Linked DNA regions of Mus musculus: region 1 is linked to region 2. The links are chromatin contacts, called in public Micro-C maps. All regions are on one chromosome and are shown on one strand. Each heading gives the region's core, a stretch centred on a gene start, on an enhancer-like site or on the middle of the called end of the contact. The rest is flanking DNA. Distances are from core to core; before and after follow the strand shown.

Region 1 (5,071 bases), core at 581-3,080, 300 kb after region 2:
CAGTGGGCTCTTTGCTAGAAGCTGCTCCTTCCTCTTTGCATCCTGTTTCTTCCTCCCTCCCAGATGCCTTTGCCTCTGACAGACAGCAGGCCTTTATAGCTGTTTTCTGATGAGCTTCACTTTTTCTCCCCAGTCATGCGGAGGAACCCCTTCGGTGTGGACATCTGCTGCCGGAAGGGATCGAGAAGTCCCCTGCAGGAGCTCTACAATCCCATCCAGGTAGGACCCCGGTCCTCGTTGCTATCAGTGTATGTTCTGGGGATTTGACATGCCCTTTCCTGCCTTCATGTTCAGCATCCTTTACCGGAAACATTCCCAAACTCAAACCCTTGTGAGCAGCCTCACGGTACCACAAGTGGAAAATCCCGTGTCTGATATTATGCGATGGATCACAGTCAAAATGCAGGTGCACTGAAATACTGTACAAAGTTATCTCAGGACACTGTACATAAGATGCATATGCAATATAAACAAATCTCGTGTGACATCGTCCCAGGTCCTAGCAATGGGACTCTGAACTTCAAAAGTCTGCAAGCTTGTGCAACTCTCCACTGGTACCCCCAGAAAGGTGTGCACATGGATAAACTCCGAGTGCAGTGAGTGAGACCCAGTGATGACCTCGCTACAGAAGACCCCTGGTTGGGGCGTGGGTGTAAAGTAGCTGTTGCTGGTTTTTTTGACTGATTCGTTTAACAAGGTGGCGAGTGTGGCGGTTGGGGTGGGGAGTGGACTGTGCCTTCCATGGGAAGTGAGGAGCAGTCAGGAGGCCTGCTCACCATCGCAGTAACCTCAGGCCACTTGAGTTGGTGTGGAGACTCTTGAGCCCGTCCCTCTGTCGGAATGTCTGTTAGTGTCGCTCCTGATTGAGGGACCGAGCCAATGCCCACAGACCTTGGTAACTGCTGAGAAATGAGTGCGTGCTGAGGAGAGATGGCCTGCGCGTGATCTCAGGGCTTCACTTTGTGCTCCATCTCAATTATGTATTTCCATAGAACGTGGTGCCTGAGGGAGAAGATAATATGCTCGGATCTCAGCGAGGACAGATTCTTAGAGTGATTGCAAAGGCACAAACTTCAAAGCTTCTTGGCTCCACTTTCTCCCTCGAGCCTTCCACCTGTGCTCCCTTCTGGGGGAAAAATAGGACTAGAATCCGGGCACCCTTGGTGACCTAATGGTGTTCAGTGGCGCCCTGTTGATTCTCTGTCTTGAGGCTCTAGGTGAGGATTGCAAACTCAATGCCTCTTGAGGCTTCCTCTGCTGGCTTTTGCAGAGAGAGACTCAAGGGGGATTTGATATGGGTTCCTTTGCTGCCCCCGTGACCTGGCCATTGTGAGTAAGTTTCCTAGCCTGTCTACTCTGTCATCTTTATAAAAAGATCAAGCAGGCTTTGGCCACACATAGAATTTCTGATATGCTCTATTGAAACTCACCCAGGCTACTCCATCAGAACCATCCGCACTCCCTCTGGACATCCTGTATTGATGAACAGCACAAGATGCAAGATGCATAGGCAGAGCCACTTCTACTGTAGCTGACCCTCTGGGTAGAAAGCCCATGGACTGGGTCTTGCCTACCATATACATCCGGTGCCTAACACTGGGCCTGGTTGATGTCTGGGGTCCCCAAGTATCTGTGACATTTGAAAGAGCAAAAGTTCAGGGTTCAGGTTCCCTCTTCCCACGTCTCTAGCTGCGCAAACCGGAAGGTGCCTGCACTAGGTGCCCGTTTCCCAGCATGCCTCTGGAACTCTGGAGGATGACTGTGAACTGTCACTTTCCTCAATTTCAGAGTCAGACTTGGTGTCAAAGTCCAGTGACATCATTTCCTAGCTCTGTGACCTTGCACAGGCCACATAACCACGCTTTGACTGCCATCCCTCTTTTATGACATTCGGGGACTAATACCAACTGCTGTATTCAAGAGGCGGTGCAGTGACCTTCTGTGCTGGCTGCCTGCTATGGGGCTTGTGCTTTCCTGGTTTGTTCCCTCACTGACCCCCTGGCATGTCAGAGACTGGGCATAGAGGGCACTGAAGCTAATATAGCCACCTGCGATGGGTACTTGCTCTGTCCCAGGACTGGTGTGCACAGACGGCCTTGTCTGTTTTTTTTGGCAGACCAGTCAGAGGAAAGGTGACTATCCCATCTCCTGTCATCCCTCCTCACAGCGATAGTGAGTGTTGTGTTAGTGAAAGGCACATTCACTAACACAACCAGAGGAGGGCACTGGTAAGTGAGTCACTATCCTTTAAGGGCATCTTGGGCACACTGTCTGGCCTCTCCAGCCCATCAAGCAAACACTCTTCAGGAAGATCACCCCATTTCCTGTGGATGTAGTTTTCTGGGTCTAGTTTCCTTTACAAGTGGCAGTTGTGCCCCGTCCCCGCGCAGTCCTTAAGCAGGGTTTGTTTTTGAAGAAGCAGCCCTGGTTAGCGGTGGGCTGCGGAGTTTAAGATGGGGACATGCTGATGAGCTTAGACAGCATTGCCTTCCTGAGTCATCTCCAGGCTTAACGCTGGGCTGAGCTCCCCTGCACATTCTCATAGTTTCCTACCAGCTCAGCTGCCGAGCCTGGAACAGTGTAGTCACTGAGGCAAGTGGCAAACTCTCTGATCGCTCTAACCTGAACGGCTCCCAGAAATGGTGTTCGCAGCTTTTTTTTTTTTTTTTTTTTTTTTTTTTTTTTTTTTTTGCTGAGTGTCTCTTTGGTCTTAGTAACAGGATGGTAAAAATGAGACCATTTATTTTTTTATGACAAGAAATTCACCTAACAGCAAGAAGCACCTTCTGTTTTTGTTTTTGTTTTTTGAGACAGGGTTTCTCTGTATAGCTCAGGCTGTCCTGGAACTCACTTTGTAGACCAGGCTGGCCTCGAACTCAAAAATACACCTGCTTCTGCCTCCCAAGTGCTGGGATTAAAGGCGTGTGCCACCATGCTCGGCTCAAGAAGCGCCTTCTTAGTTATCTCGGATACATAGGCTAGGCCAGACACTTCCTGGGTCTTGGATTCAGCTCACTGAATATGTATGGTAAGCTCTGAGCTAGATGGTATTTCCCCTCTTATGGATAGAGAAGTGAAACTAATAATTGTATATGATTTATTTGAGCCCAGATCACTAGTAGGAAGCAGTGAGGATCCAACCACAGAAGGAACGGGGAAATTGCACGCAGTTACTAGTGACTGGTACTGGTGACTATTACCCTCGAAATCCTCTTGGCAGGAACCAACCCCCTCCTGCAAACAGATGTATATCCAACAAGGTTTTCCCTGGATAAAGAGTGAAATCAGCCCAGGGGCAGTTGCCTCTACTCTGACTTCAGCATCTGGGGCTTTCTTAGTGCACTGAAACCCCCAAACCATCCAAAGAACAATTGGTTAAGAAAAAAAAATCCTTCCCAGTCGATATTCTTAGCAAAATAGCCCTGTAATGTCTTATAATTTTCCTGGTTCTCTGCTGTCTCCCTGGCCCCAAAATAAAACATAATTGCTGATTGGATCAGCTGGCGCCGAGTCACCGAAAGTTCAGGAGTTGCCAACCACAGACTTGTGGGCCGAGCCATCTGCAGGCTGCCCCCGCTCAGTCAGTGCTGACCCACAGGGCAGAGAACTGCTCTCAGCTGGTTGAGAGGGTGTAATTGTCCCTGAATGCCATCGAGGGTGAGACAGCTTGTCCTCCTGCCTCCCCACCTCCCGGCCTCTCATGGCTTCCCTGAAATCTTCACAGTATCATTCATGCGGTTTGGCCTGCCCTGCCATGTCTTTCTTTAGCATGTGTGCCTGCCCTGTTATTAGAGCATTCTAAGGGGGCAGGGTGCGTGGCTCAGTGCTGGCCACGAACTTGCAAGCAGCATAGCTAGGTCTGAACGGGGCTTCCTGGAGTCCCTGGGTCCAGATGTTTAGGGATCTAGAAGTGTTCTGGGTGATGTGTTGCTGAATATGGCTGAAACTCTGCGGTCCTGCTCCCTCAGTTACGGGGCAGTCTCTTGGTGTGCTGAAGTGAACTTTCTCCTCCAGGGATGCACTGGATTAAGGATGGAGTGAAGAAGAAAGGGAGGAAGGAGAAAGACAGTTGGTGTTTACTGAACATGGAATACATATCTGTGACTATTCTAGACCTTTTCTAAACAAGGGTCATTGCTCTTGCTTTTGTTGGGTTGGAGATGGAACCCAAGGCCCCTTGAACACTGAGCAGCCATTTTTCCTACCAGTGACGCATGCTCCAACCCCTCACTGAGCCTTTACAAGTCCCCCTTCCAGATGAAGGTCTCTTGATAACCTCACTTTTTTAGAAGGTAGCTAAGTTTTTAAGAGGCTGCACAGTGCGCCAAGATCACGTACTACTAAATGACAGGACTGGGTCTTTCTTACCCTGCTAGCCTGTAGGAAGAGGGAGCCTTGACACGGCTCCTCCAGGTAGAAAAAAAAGCTTCCAGAAGACTCTCCTTCCCCTAATATGTCAAAGGCGAGGCATGGGCCCAGCCTGGGCATGGGGCCATGGACCCAGATAGCAGAGCTGAGGCCATGGAGTGGTGTGGAACCCACAGTAGATGTGCTATAAGCATTTTCAGCTGGCAGTTTCCTTTCTTCAGAGTCTGGTGTCCGGCCAAGGCAGGAGAGGACTTTATGTCCTGGCTTGGAGCTAGGTTAAGCAGAAGTCACCTCTAAGAACTCTGCTGTTGGATGGTGGTTCTCGCTCCTTAGAGGTGTCCATCCAGCTGAAAATATTACACTGATAGATGCTACCGTGGTGGAGGGCTGGAAGGAGTCTGTGGTTACGTTCCTCACCCAGACCTGGGTGGCGTTTTCTGCAGTGCTCAGCACATTTTGCTGGTCCTATGGGTTCTTAAAGAATAAACAGAAAAAAAGGTCCCAGAAGAGAGAGAGCAGGAAAGGTGAGAGAAGATGTAGTGTTAGCACCCCTCCCCCCAAGTCCTGTGCACAGTGGGGACTCTTAAGAGGAAGAGGCCTTTGAAGACACATAAGATGCTAGGAGAGACTAGCATTGCAGAGGACAAGAGCAAACAGCAGGTGCTGGAGCCTGGTTGGAAGGGACAGGAAAAGCCTTTAGTCC
Region 2 (5,874 bases), core at 1,259-3,758:
CCTGGCTATGACGATTCTGGAATGTGTGGTTGGGCTTAGGGAGTAGTTAATACTATTTTTTTCAGGAACTGTTTTTGTTTTAAGGGACTGGAAAGCACAATTGTTTGTTTGTTTGTGTATTCACTTATTTATTTTTGAGACAAGGTCTCTCTATGTCTCCCTGGCTGTCCTAGAGCTGATTATATAGATGGGGCTGGCCAGAACTCACAGAGATCCACCTGCGTCTGTCCGCACACCTCTGTTGCTGAGTGCTGGATTTAGACATTCTGTTACTTTCTATCAGTTCATCAAAGAAAATGAGGACAATTTTTTTTTCTCAGCCAGATTATCGCTGTTAACTGCTCTCAACTACTTTGTTCTTTGGAAGGATTCGGAATTTGATTTTAAGACGTGATGCGTTTGGAAATTATCAGTTTAATTTTATTCATATGTAATCTCTTTTTTCCAAAGATTTATTTATTTTTATGTGCAGGAGTGTTTTTGCCTGCATGTATGTATGTGTACCACATGTGGCCAGAAGAGGACACTGGTTTCCTTACACCTGCAGTGGGAGTTACGGACAGTTATGGGTTGCCATGTCGGTGCTGGGAACTGGACCCAGACCCTGTGCAGGAGCATTGCTAAGCCATCATTCCAGCCCTTGACCTTTTTTCCCCTTTGAGACAATATCATGCTCAGCAGTCATCTTCGTTCAGAAATCACTACTTTCTCATCACTTCAAAAGCTCCACTAAGAGATGGCTAGTCACAGCACGGGAGAAAGGAGAGGCTAGACAGTGTCTCTTCCTCACGTACAAAGCGACAGGAAAGTCTCATTCAGAACTGGGTCTCATCTTGCATGCTCCGCCCACACTCCTGTTCCAGGAGGTTCTCTGCTTCTTGTCATCAAGCCCAGAATGCCTGCCTCTGCCTCAAGTGCTGTGATCACAAGCCTGCGTCATCATGTCCAGCACGTGTAGCACTGGGGACCCCACTCAGGGCTTCCAACAGGCTGGGTGAGCCCCCTGTCCACTGAGCTACACCCGCAGCCTTGTTTGGACATCTCAAGCTTCCATATGTTGTTTGTCTGTCGTAGACAGTACCATGGGGAGAGGAAGAATGCCAGTTTCCCCACTCCAGTTTCCAGCACAGCACTTAACCGGAGCCAAAGACAAAGCTGTGCGGAGAGCCAGCCGCAGGAAACTCCTGACGTTGCTTCCAGGCAGCAGGCTCGGTTCTGGGAACCAGTGTGCACTGCTTAACGCATGACTCAATCTGCCCAGAACCTGCCAGGGGAGGGCAGTAGCTCCTTGCTTCACATTCTTGTCTCTGTCTTCCCCCCCAGGAACTGTTTGCAGATCCCATGGATGCTACCTGAGCTCCGGAATGCCACCCCTTCTGCTACAGGGCTTCAGTCCCAAGTCCCACCCGGCCAAAGAACTGGGCTCCTTGCCAGCGTTCCTGCCCCATCCCATCCTACCTTCCTGCCAACTGTCAGAGATATCATCAATAAATTGTTTGAATTATTCAATTCTAGAGATTAAATACTCCCCTGCTCCCCAAACCCAGAGATAAAATCAAACTCAAAACAGTTTGACGGAAAGCCGACCGTGTTTTGTAATCTGCCCCACCCCCACCCCTCCCAGGTTCCTCCTGGCTTCTTTCTCATCACTCGCCCAGGCATGGTTCTGGTGTTGAGGCATCTGCATGCCTCTCCTCCTTCATCTGGCTATTTCCCTTCTTCAGACTCGACTAGAAATTGTGCTCAGGGGCTGGGGGTGTAGCTCGGGGAGTGGAATGATCCAACTGGGCTGGGGTTCAGTTTCTGGCGCTATGTAACATGGAGAGGGGTGTATGTGAGCTTGTGTGTAATTGCGGTACTTGAGAGGTGGAGGCAAATGGACCTATTCAGGGTCATCTTTAGCTATATACACAGTCGAGACAGACTTGGCTATGTGAGCCCCTTACTTTAAAAACAGGAGGAGGAGGAGGAGGAGGAGGAGGAGGAAAAAAGAAGGAAAAGAAGAGTGAGAAAGAACGGGGTAGGGTGGGAGAAAGCATCTACTTCTGGTTGTTCAAATTTCTATTAAAATCCTTGACAAAGGAACTAATGCAATGACTTGCTGGTTATGAGTACCGACATCCAGGGGACCCAGGTTTGGCTCCCAGCACCCACATAGTAGCTTACACCCACGGACCAGACACCAACATCCTGATCTGGCTTCTTCGAGCACATGTGCCGCACAGGCACACACAGGCAAAGCAATCATGTTTGAAAATAAAAATTTAAAGAATAAAAAACTGCTTGATGGCCTGCTCTGTTTCGGAGAGAGGAAATAAAGTCGAAATAAAAACAAAGCAGGGAAAGAGAAAAGCAGCAGCCACCTGGAGGAAATGGTTACGTAGTATCTGGTCCTACAGCTGCCTGCAATTATCCTCCCTTACAAAAAGGGGAAAATGCCGGAGTCTCTGCTCTTTATCTGAGCCGGTAAACACGCCTGACTGCAAGAAAGGAATTTCTCGTTTCTGTCCTCTTTAAGGCTACCCCAACAATGACAGGATAGTTAGAACTAGGCTGAAATGCCTATCGGTACCAGAAGAGCCCCTGTGCAATGGCTGAGTTGGTCTTTTCTGACGAGCCCATGGCTAAAAGATTTTTCTGGTCCCCCACTTCTTTTTTGGTAACTGAGCTGTTCCCCTAACAATGCTGTGGTCACAGAGAAGAAGGAAGGAGGAAACAAGTGTGTCTTGCAAGCGATGCTCTGTTCCTGACTTCTCATTTCTTTCTGCTTTCTTTGTTCTACCCAGTACATTTAGTTTCCCTGAGGGGACATTGGTTGCTTTTGGATGTCCAATGTTCTTTCCCTTATGTGTGGACTGGCCTCAGAATCAGAATGGGTTTGACTAGTTCTACATACCGATGGAGCCCAACTTGCCCTCAGCAACGGACTCTGCCCTTGATGACTCCACACACCACCCACCCACACACACACCACTTTCAAATGTTATGCATATAGGTGTTTTCCCGGCCTATATGTATGTCCAACATGTGCGTGCCTAGTGTCAGAGTGGGCAGGGAGGCAAATGATGCCCTGGGACTGGAGTTTACAAACCACTGTGAGGTTGGCTCACAGTGGGTGATGGGAATTGAACCTGAGTCTTCTGAAAGAACAGCCAGTGCTCTTAAGCAGTGAGCTTTCTCTGCAGTCCCAACCCTGTGCCCTGGAAATTAAAAGGAAAGATTCAGGATCAGACAATATATATATATATAGTTATATATATATAGTTATATATATATATATATAGTTATATATATATAGTTATATATATATATATAGTTATATATAGTTATATATATATAGTTATGTGTGTGTGTATAGAATATCTTGGGTCATTTTGAAGCCTGCAAGGGTTCACCCCAAAACTCTTCCAATTTATTCTCCAGGTAGTTCCTGCCCAATCCCCTTCAATGACTTCCCACTCCCTCTGGATAAAATCTGTCTTCGAGGGTATATCATTCCAAGGCTTTGAGATCTGCCCCTCTCTCCCTTTCAGAACTCAATTTCTTAGAAGCACAGTCCTTTCTTTCTATCAAGGCTTCTAGTGCTTTCTGGTCTTTGTCTGATCACATGACCGTTATTATTTCCATGGCTCTGCCCTTGTCTCCACCAGATCAAGGACTTGCTTTTTCTTTCTTTCTTTTTTTTTTTTTTTCAAGACAGGGTTTCTCTGTGTCGCCCTGGCTATCCTGGAACTCACTTTGTAGACCAAGCTGGCCTCCAAATCAGAAATTAGCCTGCCTCTGCCTCCCAAGTGCCAGGATTAAAGGTGTGCACCACCACCGCCCAGTGACTTGCTTTTCCTAATTCCTTTCTGTGTCCTGGTTGAGAGACGCAGGGTGAGTGCCTTGCCCAGCCTCTCCTGGGGCTAGCTGTGTACTTCCTTCTGAAAGCTGGGGCATTGATAGAGATGTAGCCCAGGCCTTAACCACATTCCTTAAAGTTTACTATAAACGCTACACCTGTACTCTGATTGTAGACACACCTTGGTGGCCTATCCCTGTGTGTGTGCCCATTGCAAGGATGCAGACATTCAATAATGGCTTCTAACGGCTTGACCAGTCACCTGGTCTTTGCTGCTTTTCTTTGGTACTCCCCACTGGTCCATCTAGGCACAAGTCTAGGCAAGACAATAATTGTGGGACTTTGCCTGCTATCACTGTGGGGCCAACTCCAGCTACAGCTTCTGCTGAACGGAACCTCCTGATAAGTTAATGGCCTGACTGAATTGCTCTCTGGCAAAATTGATTCAGATGAATGGCATGCAGGTGGGAGGTGACACGGAGACCATGCTCGTGGAGAGGTGACACGGAGACATGCTCGTGGCATGTCCTCTAGGGGTCCTCTAGGGAGGCATGTTCTCTAGGGAGGTGATTCAGATGAATGGCATGCAGGTGGGAGGTGACACGGAGACATGCTCGTGGCATGTCCTCTAGGGGTCCCCGCTGCATCTTTTTAACCTGGAATCTCCCTGAGATGATCTCCATAGTAACTTCCCCCACCTCTTCTGTCCCTCGAGGCACACCAGATAGATCTGTGTTATTTCTAAGTGAAATGTCTTCAATCCTTCAATCCCCCGTGACCTCATACACCTGTTGAATGGGATCTCTGGGTTCAGGTGTGATTTCTCAGCTGTCATTTTGACCTGAGGAAAAAAGATGAGGAAATCTTACCTCCTTAGATTGGCATAGGCATAAACAAAGTGACAAGTGAACAGGTGTGTGTTAGTAAATGGGATGGTTTGTATATGCTCGGCCCAGGGAGTTGCACTATTAGGCGGTGTGGCCTTGTTAGGGTGGGTATGGGCTTTTAAGACCCTCATCCTGGCTGCCTGGAAGCCAGTATTCCACTAACACCTTTCAGATGAAGATGTAGAACTCTCAGCTCCTCCTTCACCATGCCTGCCTGGATGCTGCCATGCTCCCATCTTGATGATAATGGACTGAACCGAACTTGCAAGCCAGCCATGATTAAATGTTGTCCTTATAAGAGTTGCCTTGGTCGTGGTGTCTGTTCACAGCAGTAAGACCCTAAGACACCATCTATCTATCCAATCTATCTCGATATCTATCGTGTGTGTGTGTGTGTGTGTGTGTGTGTGTACATGCATGTGTGCACCTTCTGGCCTTGATGAGTGTGTGAAGGTCAGAGGACAGTTTTCAAGGGTTACTTCTCTCCCTCCATCATGTGGGTCCTGGGGATTGAATTCAGGTTGTCAGGTTTGGCAGCAAGTGCCTTTACCCACTGAGCCATCTCACCAGCCCTTGTTTGTTTTTTTGAGACAGGGTCTTGTGTTGGCATATTTGTTTTATTATTGTATTGGGCTCTTATACCTTATTCTACCCTAATTTCTTCCCACCCCTGACACTAGGTAGGAGAGAAAGAAGGTTAGAGGAGAAAGGGGGCGTAGACCTCTGTAGGCTATTTCCTGATGATGAGGATCAATGGGTTCCTTGGGGAAAGTCCAATCTTCTACATCAGGATATCCAGCAGTCCAACAATCCAGCAATAGCAAATGGAACAGCAGTGGGAAGGGGGGGGGCACAGCTGGGAAAAACCATGCCTCCCTAGAGCACGAGACAGTCATAGTCAACATCTGTGGACAAACTGAAGCAGCCCCATATTCCACACCGGAGATTAAAACAAAAGCATTCATATACTGGATTTTTAACAAAACCAAAACTCTCACTACAGTCTTATTATATAGTTCAAGCTGTTCTAGAACTCACAGCAATTCTCCTGCCTCACTGTCCTACATGTTGGAATTATGAGGCCTGTGTCACAATATCTGGTAGGAATCATTACTTCTCATAAACATTTGAAATAATTTCACCACA

What was found. Hi-C and Micro-C count contacts between places; a contact is called where the count stands out from the background.
Region 1: a Micro-C map of the HL-1 cell line shows a contact between it and region 2, with 2.3 times the contacts expected there. The contact joins two enhancer-like sites. A contact is called at or near these places in 5 of 39 promoter capture datasets (hematopoietic stem and progenitor cells, hippocampal neurons, neutrophils and 2 more) and 6 of 484 Hi-C or Micro-C datasets (the HL-1 cell line, the N1E-115 cell line, Th2 cells and 3 more).

The regions. Positions count from the first base shown.
Region 1 is chr10:83,091,936-83,097,006 of GRCm38.p6, forward strand. Chst11 (carbohydrate sulfotransferase 11) reads left to right here. Exons shown (of 3, transcript NM_021439.2): 2 at 134-219. Among named protein-coding and RNA genes, the nearest start is that of Chst11, 110 kb to the left of the region's middle. Within about 2 kb of position 1,831, at least 50 of the 459 cell types and tissues checked have an H3K27ac peak or open chromatin away from gene starts, as enhancers often do. A contact at or near this core is called in the HL-1 cell line and Th2 cells, where this site is marked.
Region 2 is chr10:82,794,298-82,800,171 of GRCm38.p6, forward strand. It overlaps a transcript of Hcfc2 not described here. Among named protein-coding and RNA genes, the nearest start is that of 1700028I16Rik, 15 kb to the right of the region's middle. Within about 2 kb of position 2,509, at least 238 of the 459 cell types and tissues checked have an H3K27ac peak or open chromatin away from gene starts, as enhancers often do. A contact at or near this core is called in the HL-1 cell line and Th2 cells, where this site is marked.